2 separate regions of the Mus musculus genome follow, and region 2 is linked to region 1. A link is a contact called in public HiChIP or PLAC-seq data. All regions are on one chromosome and are shown on one strand. Each heading gives the region's core, a stretch centred on a gene start, on an enhancer-like site or on the middle of the called end of the contact. The rest is flanking DNA. Distances are from core to core; before and after follow the strand shown. Region 1 has its middle 11 kb from the start of Ankrd66. Region 2 overlaps Rcan2 (regulator of calcineurin 2).

Evidence for each region. HiChIP or PLAC-seq counts read pairs in DNA pulled down with a chosen protein or histone mark.
Region 2: a CTCF HiChIP or PLAC-seq map of the NIH/3T3 cell line shows a contact between it and region 1, with 8 read pairs. The contact joins two enhancer-like sites. A contact is called at or near these places in 1 of 15 datasets of contacts at CTCF or cohesin (the NIH/3T3 cell line) and 1 of 115 datasets of contacts at active chromatin or transcription factors (the NIH/3T3 cell line).

Annotation. Positions count from the first base shown.
Region 1 is chr17:43,551,912-43,556,646 of GRCm38.p6, forward strand. No RefSeq gene overlaps it. Among named protein-coding and RNA genes, the nearest start is that of Ankrd66, 11 kb to the left of the region's middle. Within about 2 kb of position 3,285, at least 28 of the 459 cell types and tissues checked have an H3K27ac peak or open chromatin away from gene starts, as enhancers often do. A contact at or near this core is called in the NIH/3T3 cell line, where this site is marked.
Region 2 is chr17:44,028,299-44,033,542 of GRCm38.p6, forward strand. All of the region lies in intron 4 of Rcan2 (regulator of calcineurin 2), which reads left to right. Among named protein-coding and RNA genes, the nearest start is that of Gm34857, 13 kb to the right of the region's middle. Within about 2 kb of position 2,968, at least 59 of the 459 cell types and tissues checked have an H3K27ac peak or open chromatin away from gene starts, as enhancers often do. A contact at or near this core is called in the NIH/3T3 cell line, where this site is marked.

The DNA.
Region 1 (4,735 bases), core at 2,035-4,534:
CTTTTCCCCTTCCTTCCACTTTCCCTCTCTCTTCCCTTCCTTCCATAGCCAGACAGTAGACGGAGGTCAGGGACTCTTATGGAAGAGTTGGGAGAAGAACTGAAGGCCCTGAAGGGGATAGGAAGACCAACAGTGTCAACTAACCTGGGAGTTCTCAAAGATTGAGTCACCAACCAACGAGCATACATGGGTTGGGTGAAGGCCCCCAGCACAAATGTAGCAGATGGCTGCCTTGTTCTACCTCAGTGCGAGAGGATGCACCTAATCCTGTAGAGACATGATGGGCCAGGGTGGAAGGATAAGGGGGCCATCTGCTACATATGAGCTGGGGGCCTTCATCCAACCCATGTATGCTCAGAGGTGAAGGGGAGGGGGCATAAAAGGAGGGACTCTGTGAGAGAGAGACAAGGAGGGGGTCAGCATTTAGGATATTAATCAATCAATCAATCAATTAATTAAAGATCTTAGAAAATGGCTGGATTATGATGACTGTTATAGGATCAATAGATTTATTCGGTGGTGGATTTATAGTGTGTATCTGTGCATGTGTGTGTGTGTGTGTGTGTGTCTGTGCATGTGTGTGTGTGTGTCTGTGCATGTGTGTGTGTGTGTGTGTGTGTGTATCTGTGCATGTGTGTGTGTGTGTGTGTGTGTGTGTGTGTTCATGTTCCTTGTGTTTCTGCCTTATTCATTTGAGACAAGGTCTCTTACTGACTCTGAAGCTTGCCAGTTCACGTAGCCTGGCAGTCCCCAGAATCTGTTTCTGCCATGCAAGCATACACAAGTGCCAGGGATCAAACCGAATCTCCTCACCCACCCACCCACCCACCCCCACCCCTGCTGAGAACCTATTTTCCTGAATCATCTCTCCAGGCCCTGGATTCAGGCTTTGATAGTATTACTGGGAGATGGCAGAAAGGAGTAAGTGTAGCCCACTTGGGTAAAGAACATCACACGGAACAAAATGTACCTTTCTTGACTCCAACATCTTCTCTTATTCTCTGCTGCCAGCCAGACAGAAGGTAAGCAGCTTTGCTCCAGTCACACTTTCTACCCCAGCCTCTCATCATGATGTTAGGCTTCACCAAGGATGCAGCTGACCATGGCTGAAACCTCTGCATGAGAGCCAGAACAGACATTTGCTCCTTTATGTTACCTTCCTCAAGCATTCTGTGGCAGCAGTGAAAACCTGACCGACACAAACCACTTCTGATGTTTCACCGAGAACGACTCCAGAGAGCATGTGCGTCAGTCAGCAAAAAGAACAGCTAAGACTATTGCCAAGAATGGAGTTATCAAATAGGCTAGAGCCTTGGAGGGATTGAAAAGCAGGAGGGGAGCTCACACGTGTCCCACCTGTGTCTAGTGCATGTGTCTGTCGCCTCCCTGAGTATCGGTCTCCAGAGTCACCAGCATTTGAAGACAGACTCACACCAATGACTCTCCAGAGGATTCCCAAGCCTTCGTCCTCCAGTCAGGACTGTGCCCCTGTCTCTCTTGTCCAGCAGCTTCCAGGATTGCGGACTGAGCACCTAGTGATTTCCCTAGCTCTGCAGCAGACAAGCAGCCATTGCAGAATGACTCTGTCCCTGACCGTTGGAGCCAGCCGATGAACCACTTCTTCCGCACTGCATCAATTCTGATCCTCGGAAGAGCTTTGGCTAATACGCACGTGAAATGTGGCAAAGGTGAAGAACTAAGGTGGCTGAGGACCTGGGGAGGGTGGTCCACCCCGAGAAAGACTTGTGTAAAAAATAAAGAGGAAGAGGATACAGCTGTCTGTGGAGCATGGAGTGAGCAGAAGTGTAATGTAAGTAACTGCTCGACATATTCTGGAACGTTGTCAGGAATTTGGATTTTTTTTTCTTTTAACTCCTAATACAAAGAATAGTCACTGAAAGATTTTCACATACTGGTAAGATGGAACCTGTCTTTCCTTCAAAGATGACTTTGGCTGCTAATGAGAATGGAGACGGCAAGCACAAGCACTGGAGACATATGCTTCAGAAGTCTAGACAAGAAAGGACTGTGATCTGGTGAGCAAGGGTCATGGGGGTCATGAGAAATGATGAAGTACTGAAACTAGACATATTTAGAATGAATATGACGTCAACTGTCAATGGCTCAGACATGCATAGTTGGGGGAAGGGAGAATCGAGGCTGACTACTTTTGCTTAAGTGATGAAGTTGTGGTCTGGGGGTGACGTCAGCGGGGCCAGCTTGGGATGAACAAAGAACCCAGATGAAATGTTAGGTTTTGATTTAAGTTTAAGGAGCCTGCACAGAAGTAAATATTGAGGAGCACTTCAAAGTCCTGCGACTCTGGGGATCAAGTTACATAGCTGAAATGACAAACAGGTGGGTCATATGTCAAGATATAAAGAATACATAAGATAAACTAAGACTGATCATTGTACAGGGGTGGTTGTAGCCCCAGCCTGAGGATCTCCCTTCTTGGAAGTCTGATAGCAGAGAAAGAATGATCAAGATAGATAGACCGTTGCCAGGGAGTATATAACTTTACCAAAACCAAGGGAGAAGAGCATAGTTGGAAGGAATAGGATTCGTGATGTCAAAGACAGCAGTGTTTAATGGGTGTCTATTAGAATATGAAAATAATGCGTTTGAGAAGCTGATTTCCAACCTCCAGGAACCGGAAGCATCTTCTGCTCTCCCCAAGCTTCCCATAGCTCCAGTTCAGCTTGACTTCTCTGAAGAAACACTTACTGAAAGCCGTTCTGCAGTTCACAGAGTTCAAGGGCAGAGGTCGTCCTGATAAGGTACAGAGGAACTATGATAAGAGCGAGGCAGTGGAAAGAACATATGAGGGCTTCCATCAGCAAACTGCAGGCATCCGGGGGCCCTGCCACCTCCTACGAGTTTATTTCCCCTGATAAAAACATTTGTAATGTCAAACGTCTCCCCAGTCATCAGCTGGCCAGAGAGCAAGGTCAACAAAAGGGAGAGGCTCCAGGATTTCTTTCAACAGTGAGCTTTTTACACCACATTTAAAAATTGACCCCCAAAAGCGTCAACATAATGTCATATATTGAAATAACAAGATGAAAAAAATTGACATAAATGATGCACAAGGCCACATACAAATAAAAATAAGAATAATCATGATAACCATAAATATTTGTTTATTACAAGTAGCATAATATGCTGAGGATAAACAGATTCTGTGATGGATATTTTCCAGTGCTTTCAGTATGATGCAGTGATTGGCAGTATGGATGCCAAAAATCTATACCCTGGAGCTGGGGATATGACTCAGCTGAAAAGAGTGCTTGTCTGGTGTGCTTGTAGCTCCAGTCTTGATTTATGGCAAGGCATAAAACCTGAAATGGCAGTGCATTCCTGTAATCCGAGTGCTTGGCGGGTAGAGGCAAGAGGAACAGGAACATCTTTGGCTATATTATCAGTTTAAGGTACAGGATGCCGAAAACCTTGTCCAAAAAAAAAAAAAAAAAAAAAGCAAGAAAGGAAAGAAGAAAGGATGAGTGGTGACCACTGCTGTTTCACAAAATTCCATCCCATCAGCATCACAGATCACAATTCTCCAGCATCTTTTAATTTCCATCCTTGATGACTTCAAAATGAAGGCCATAAGTACCTGATCCAGGAACAGGCCATCAGTCCCAGAAACTGTCATAGGCACCAGCCCCAGGAACAAACCATAAATTCCAGAATAGGATCATAAACCCCCTTCCAAAGAACACCCTGGTGATAACCACAAAAACGGGAAAATATCTTATCTTAGAGTGGGCCACCTGTGTTGGGCAGCCCTCTCTCACCCTATGGTTAAACATTCATGACACAAGAATGCAGAGCACTGACCACCTGGGACCCCCTAGGACCCACCAATGAAATTTTAGATTACCTGATCCTTCTAGAGTGTTCCCTCCCTTCCCTATAAGAGATCCTGCACACCTTAGTCTGGGGGTCACTATTTCAAAATAAATGGTCGACCCCCTCATGCTGATTGTTTCTGCAAAAGAAGTGCCCTTTGTTTTTGGGAACTACAAAACTGGGGTCTTCCTTCAGTTATTTTCAGATCCTTGCAGCTAATGAAGTTGAGACTTTCTGCCTAGAAAATGATGTAGTTCTGACTTCAAACCAACTTGCCTCTTGTAAAAGTGCTTTGCATATTAGGATGTACAATTCAGTGAGAGAGGCTGTCCTTAGAGCTGCACAAAGGGGATGTAATGTGTATGTGGGAACGCCAGTATTCAATGGATGCCATATGTATTAGATATCTTTTTTTTTTCCTAAAGATTGCTTCATTACCCTTGGTCCCAAATCTGAAATATAGGGAGTTTGCACACAAAGACTCTGAGGCCCAGAAGGCTTTGGCATGTTCAGGTCACCTCTCTCTCCATGGCCTCTTCATAGTAGTCAGACAGATGACCACACTCAGAGCTTGGCAGCATCACTGTCAATGCCCTGATCACAAGGAGCCTCCAAGGTTCCCACGTCTTGAGCTAATGAGCTGAAACTCATCTTCCCTTTGCAGTCCCTAAAGCTTTTGTTCACATCTATATCTATCCTTCAGCTTTTGCAAAGCCTTCTGGGTAGTAGCTCCTTGGTTCACTTCAGCTTGAGAAGGGTCTATGCCGGAGCTAGGATTTCAGCCTCGTGCCAGTCAGCTCAAGCCGGATCTGCGTTCTCTGACACCTTGCTTAGGAAGTTAGGAGATCCATAGGGTCACGTTTCTTAAATTAAGACTGTGCTT
Region 2 (5,244 bases), core at 1,718-4,217, 480 kb after region 1:
CAGACAAGGCGAGGTATGCCTGGAACTGGGTCAGTACTGGGAAGGTTGAGACAGGCAGATCCTGAGACCTTGCTGGCTGGGTAGCTTAGCTGATGCTGACCTTCTGGTTCTGTGAGAGACCCACTTTCAAAACAATAGTACAGCAAGTGACAACAGCACACACACACACACACACACATACACATAACCACACATACACACACTCTCACACATGCTCATATACACATACACACACACACACTCACACATACACATAATCACACATTCACACACTCATACATACACATATACTCATACATACACACATACTCACACATACACACTCACATATTCACACACATACTCATATGTATGCACATATACATACTCATACACACTCACAGACTCACATACACATTCATACACACTCATACATACACACACACTCACACACATACAAACACATACACACTCATACATACACACACATTCACACTCATATGTACACACATACATGCTCATACATACACACACATTCACATATACACACATTCATACACATACACTCACATGTACGCACATACCCACACACATGCACACACATACATAAATACATACACACATACATAGTCATACATACACACATACACACATATACATACTTATACATACACACACATATACATACTCATATACACACACATACATGCACATACATACACACATACATGTTCATACATACACACATACACACTCATACATACACACATACACGTGCATACATACACACCCTCACATATACACACACATACACTCATACATATACTTACACACACGCATACATACACAGTTATACACACACATGCATGGTCATACACACACATACACTCACACACACTCACACATGTACTCACTCATATATACATACACACATGTGCAAATATCACTCCAATGAGATAATTATAGATACAAAAGATGGTACATTTAAATATTAGAATTGAATGGTTCAGATGACCTCAGGAAAAAAAAATCCAAGATCTCATTAAAATAGCAACTTGCAGTTTTCTATCTCAGACATAGAGGTGTGGAAATGGGTAGGAAGAGAGAGAAGAAAGAAGAGAAATTTACCAATGACAATTCAGAAAATGGAGACCAGTGACTTGGGGAAAAAATGAGTCTGTCTTTGTGATCAGGTTCCATGGTGTCCAGCTAAGCAATAACCTGTGGGACACAGCCTGTATGTCAGTTCTTAGGCTTCTTCATGACCCATGGAGTCAAAGCCCTTTGCAGCAACTGTTTTGTTGCTTGTTTATTTAAATACTGCATGATTAGTTCATCATATATAACAGATTATTTGAGTAGTACTGACCACAGTGACATTCTCCCAAGTGATTAATATCATGCCTCTTGGGAGAGCTTTATATAGTCGGCATGAATTTTTCTTCACCGTATCCTAGGAACACGGGTGCTATCCTCCTTGCCTTGATAAATGCTCAGTTATACAACTTCCTCTGAGTCACGTTATTAGCATGTGATAACTCAGTGTTGCCATCTGTTGTTTTAAGAAGACTAGTTGCTGTGGTGAGGAAAACAGGAAGTTCTCCAGGTGGCTGGAAGTTTCAAAGATGTCACCAGATGGGGTCTTTGTTAGAAGAAACATGTGTGGAAATGCTTCAGAGTCTTATTGAGGAAAGCACCGAGACTGACCAAAAGTGGTGGTAGATGGGGAAGGAACTGAGGAGTACCTGGCTCTAAGGATTTTCACGGAGATGCCTGGAAGGGTGATAGAAAGATCCCATCTTAGAGATGTGAGCATGAGTGTGTATTTAGGAAGATGTCAAGCGGTCAATATGAGGCCTCTGATAAGGGCATCAGTGTGAACAAGTAAGAATCTTCCAGAACAGCAGGAGGTGCTAAGGAACAAAGCATCTACATGTTAAATTGCCATTGGGAAGTCCCTGAAGCAGAGATTCTATCTGTTCCCCATCAGGGCATATGTTAGGGCCTGGTCCCCAAGTGCTGAAGTCTCAGGAGGGTTTCTTCTTCCCTTCATTAATTCAAAAAGGGTTATTATTTTTTCTCCCTACGTATTAAAATCTATATAGCTTTGACTCTTGTTTTAATGTCTGCACCATCTTCTTGCCATTGCATCTCTGTAAGACGCTGGTGTTTACAAACTATAATCTCAGTGAGGAAGTCTAGAGAAAAATGCAGGAGGGGCTCAGTCACTGCCTAGAGTCAAAAGTGGCCTTATGGCCACCCCCCTGTGTCAATTACATTGGAAGGCACTACCACCCAGGACCCTTTCAGGACCCTGCTCATTACAGGTGGGAGGCATCTTGCCTGCAATACAGTCCCTCCTTCTTACCACAGGAACCAAGACATTGTCACCAACCTGATCCCACCCACTCAAGAAGCTAGAGGACAGAAGTTGGGCATCTCTTTGAACAGTAGCCAAGCCTCAGTCAGTGTCTGAGGCCTGAATGAGCATTAGACTCTTGCCCACACTAGATAGTTTTTCATGTGTCTCAGCATAGCTCAAGGGAAAACCCTGACTGGTGCATTTTTGAAGGCTTTTGGCCCTGGCCTCCTTTCTGCACACAGGGGACAGGACAATCTAACGCAGACAAGGGAGCAAGCAGGTGACAGATGAATGCTTTCCTTGTCCCATAAAAGGAACTGGTCTGAATGTCCTGTCCTCACTGCACCATGGCCAAGATTGTCTCCACCCTGGGTGGAAAAGGCTTGACACAAGCTCTTTGTCCCCAACTAAGCCCAGTTGTTCCCTTTGAATAGTGACAGTATTGACGTCAACCCTCATGATGGAAGAATTAGCTGAAGCCCGAGGGGAAAGAGAAGCCAAAAAAAGAAAAATCCAATCCAGTAAAGCTAAGGCTATTTCTTTTTAGTTTGTAGGTACTCAGCAGATGTTAAGCTTTGTGGAATTTTGATAGTAACAAAGTTTCCCAAAATAGCACAATGAGATGTCAGCCTTAATGGGACCACAGCCAGAAAACATCCCTTACTAATGTGCAGCCTGACTTGATTAACATAACTGAAGATGCTTTTGCACCCCACATGAAGAGGCTGCACCAGAGGGGGCCAAACTGCTACTCAGTCTCATTCTGGGTTCTTCTTCCTCCATGCCAGAGGTGTGAATGAGATGTGGGGGAGGGGGAGGCAGGTGGTGCCTTGGAAGGAGTGCCCCTTTATATTAGCCAAGGTAAAGAAAAGACCTAACAAAGGCTAGCTTTCCTTGTGTGCTTCACTGCAGTTGTGAAGGGGTGGGGAAGGAAAAAGAAGAAAGGAGAACGGGAAGAAGAGAAGGGATGGGGAAGGCATGGAAAGAGAAAGGAAGGAAAGCAGAAAGTGGGAATGGAAGATGGGAGGAAAGAAGGAATTAGAGATGGAAGAAAGGGAGGGGAAGGAAAAAAGGAAAAGGAAGCCAGGAATGGTAGAGTATGCTAGAAATACCACCACTTCAGAGACTGGGACAGAAGGGTTACAAGTTCAAGGACAGCCTGATTACATAGTGAGTTCCAGGCTAGCCTGGGTTATACAGTGAGTTCTAGGACAGCCTGGGCTACATAGTGAATTCTAGGACAGCCTGGGTTACAAAATGTGATCTCTCCAACAAGGATAGCTGTCTTCCAAAAAGACGAGTAAAAGGCCAGGGTGTATGTTCATGCTGGCCTGTATCACAGCTCTCACCCACACCAGCCTTAGGTTTCATGACCTTCACATTCATGCTTTTATGCGATTTCTCTCTCTCTCTCTCTCTCTCTCTCTCTCTCTCTCTCTCTCTCTCTCTCTCTCTCTCTCTCTCACACACACACACACACACACACACACACACACACACACACAAAAGCACACACAAGCATTACACACCTCCATTAGATCAGCGTCAGCAGGGTTGCTGACACCACTGGGGTTTGTTGGTTAGCAAGCACTTCTAGTAAGTTCTCCCTCCAAGAACCAGTGCTCAGAGATGCCCTCAAGCTGCACTGAACCATCATCTTCTGCACCCTGCAGATAAAACTGGCTCCAAGAGGGTTCCTCTCATTAGCAGTACCCAAGTATCCTCTTCTGCCTTAGAGCTTTGATCTTAAAAAGAAATAAATTAGAAAAAACAAAACAAAACAAAAAAACACCACCATGGTGATAAACTCCACTTAATCCAACTTATTTAACACAACATTAAATGGGTCACAAGATGTCTACAGTGATTTCAAAGGGGGTTACTCCCTTGCTGGATTAAGGTTTACTTTCCATCCAGATTGTCACATAGTATGGTACAAACAGGGGCAGCATGCTGACTGGTCCTTATCAACTAACTTGGACCAGGGGTCTAATACTTACACCAGTCCTATCTGCAATTTCAGCAACCGTAACTCACAGAGTCTCTATGCACTGCAGAGTGACTCCTCTCCCTGCTTCTATTGCTTTTGCTTCCTGTGCACTTAGGAGCCATAATACTCTGTTTTCCTGGACCAGTCACTTCCATGAAAGTTCCTACTGGACACAGTGGGATGCTGATGGGGATGCTGACAGAGGATCTCATAAAGAGCTTCCTGCCTTGTAGACTGAGGAGACCGTTGAGTGAGCAAAGCACTGGCCATGCAAATAGGAGGGCCTGAGTTCAGATATCTGGAGCCCACGGAAAGCCAGAGACGCTAGGGTATGTCCCTAGTCCTACCGTTCCTATGCCAAGATGGAAGCTATAAATGAGGGGATCCCAAGCACTCATGGCCCAGCCCTCTCTCAGATGAGGAACTAAATAAGAACGAATCCCCAAGGCTGTCTTGTGATCTTCACACCTGAGCCTACAGGAACAAGCAAGCATGCACGTGCATGCAAACACACCTGTGCACATCTCTAAAAGGAATAAAACTTTTTTTGACTCTGAATAAAAAGCAGAGTTGATCTGTATTCGTTTGCCAGGATGTATAACAAAGCACCATAATGTGAATGACATCTGTAACAAGACTTGTTGGCATGCATTTCTGGAGGTTCCAAGATCAAGGTGTGTACAGGGCGATACTCTCTCTCTCTCTCTCTCTCTGAATGTGTTAGGGAAGGACCTGTTCCTGCCTCTTTCCTAGCTTCTGGTCATAACCTGGCATTGGACAACATAGACCCGTTCTTCATGTGGCATTTATTCACTCTGTGTGAGTTTCTGTGTGTTTACCCAACCTCATCCTTTTTTCTAAGGCTATGGACTTAATGACCTCATCTTCACGTGGCCATCTCTAAAGAGACCCT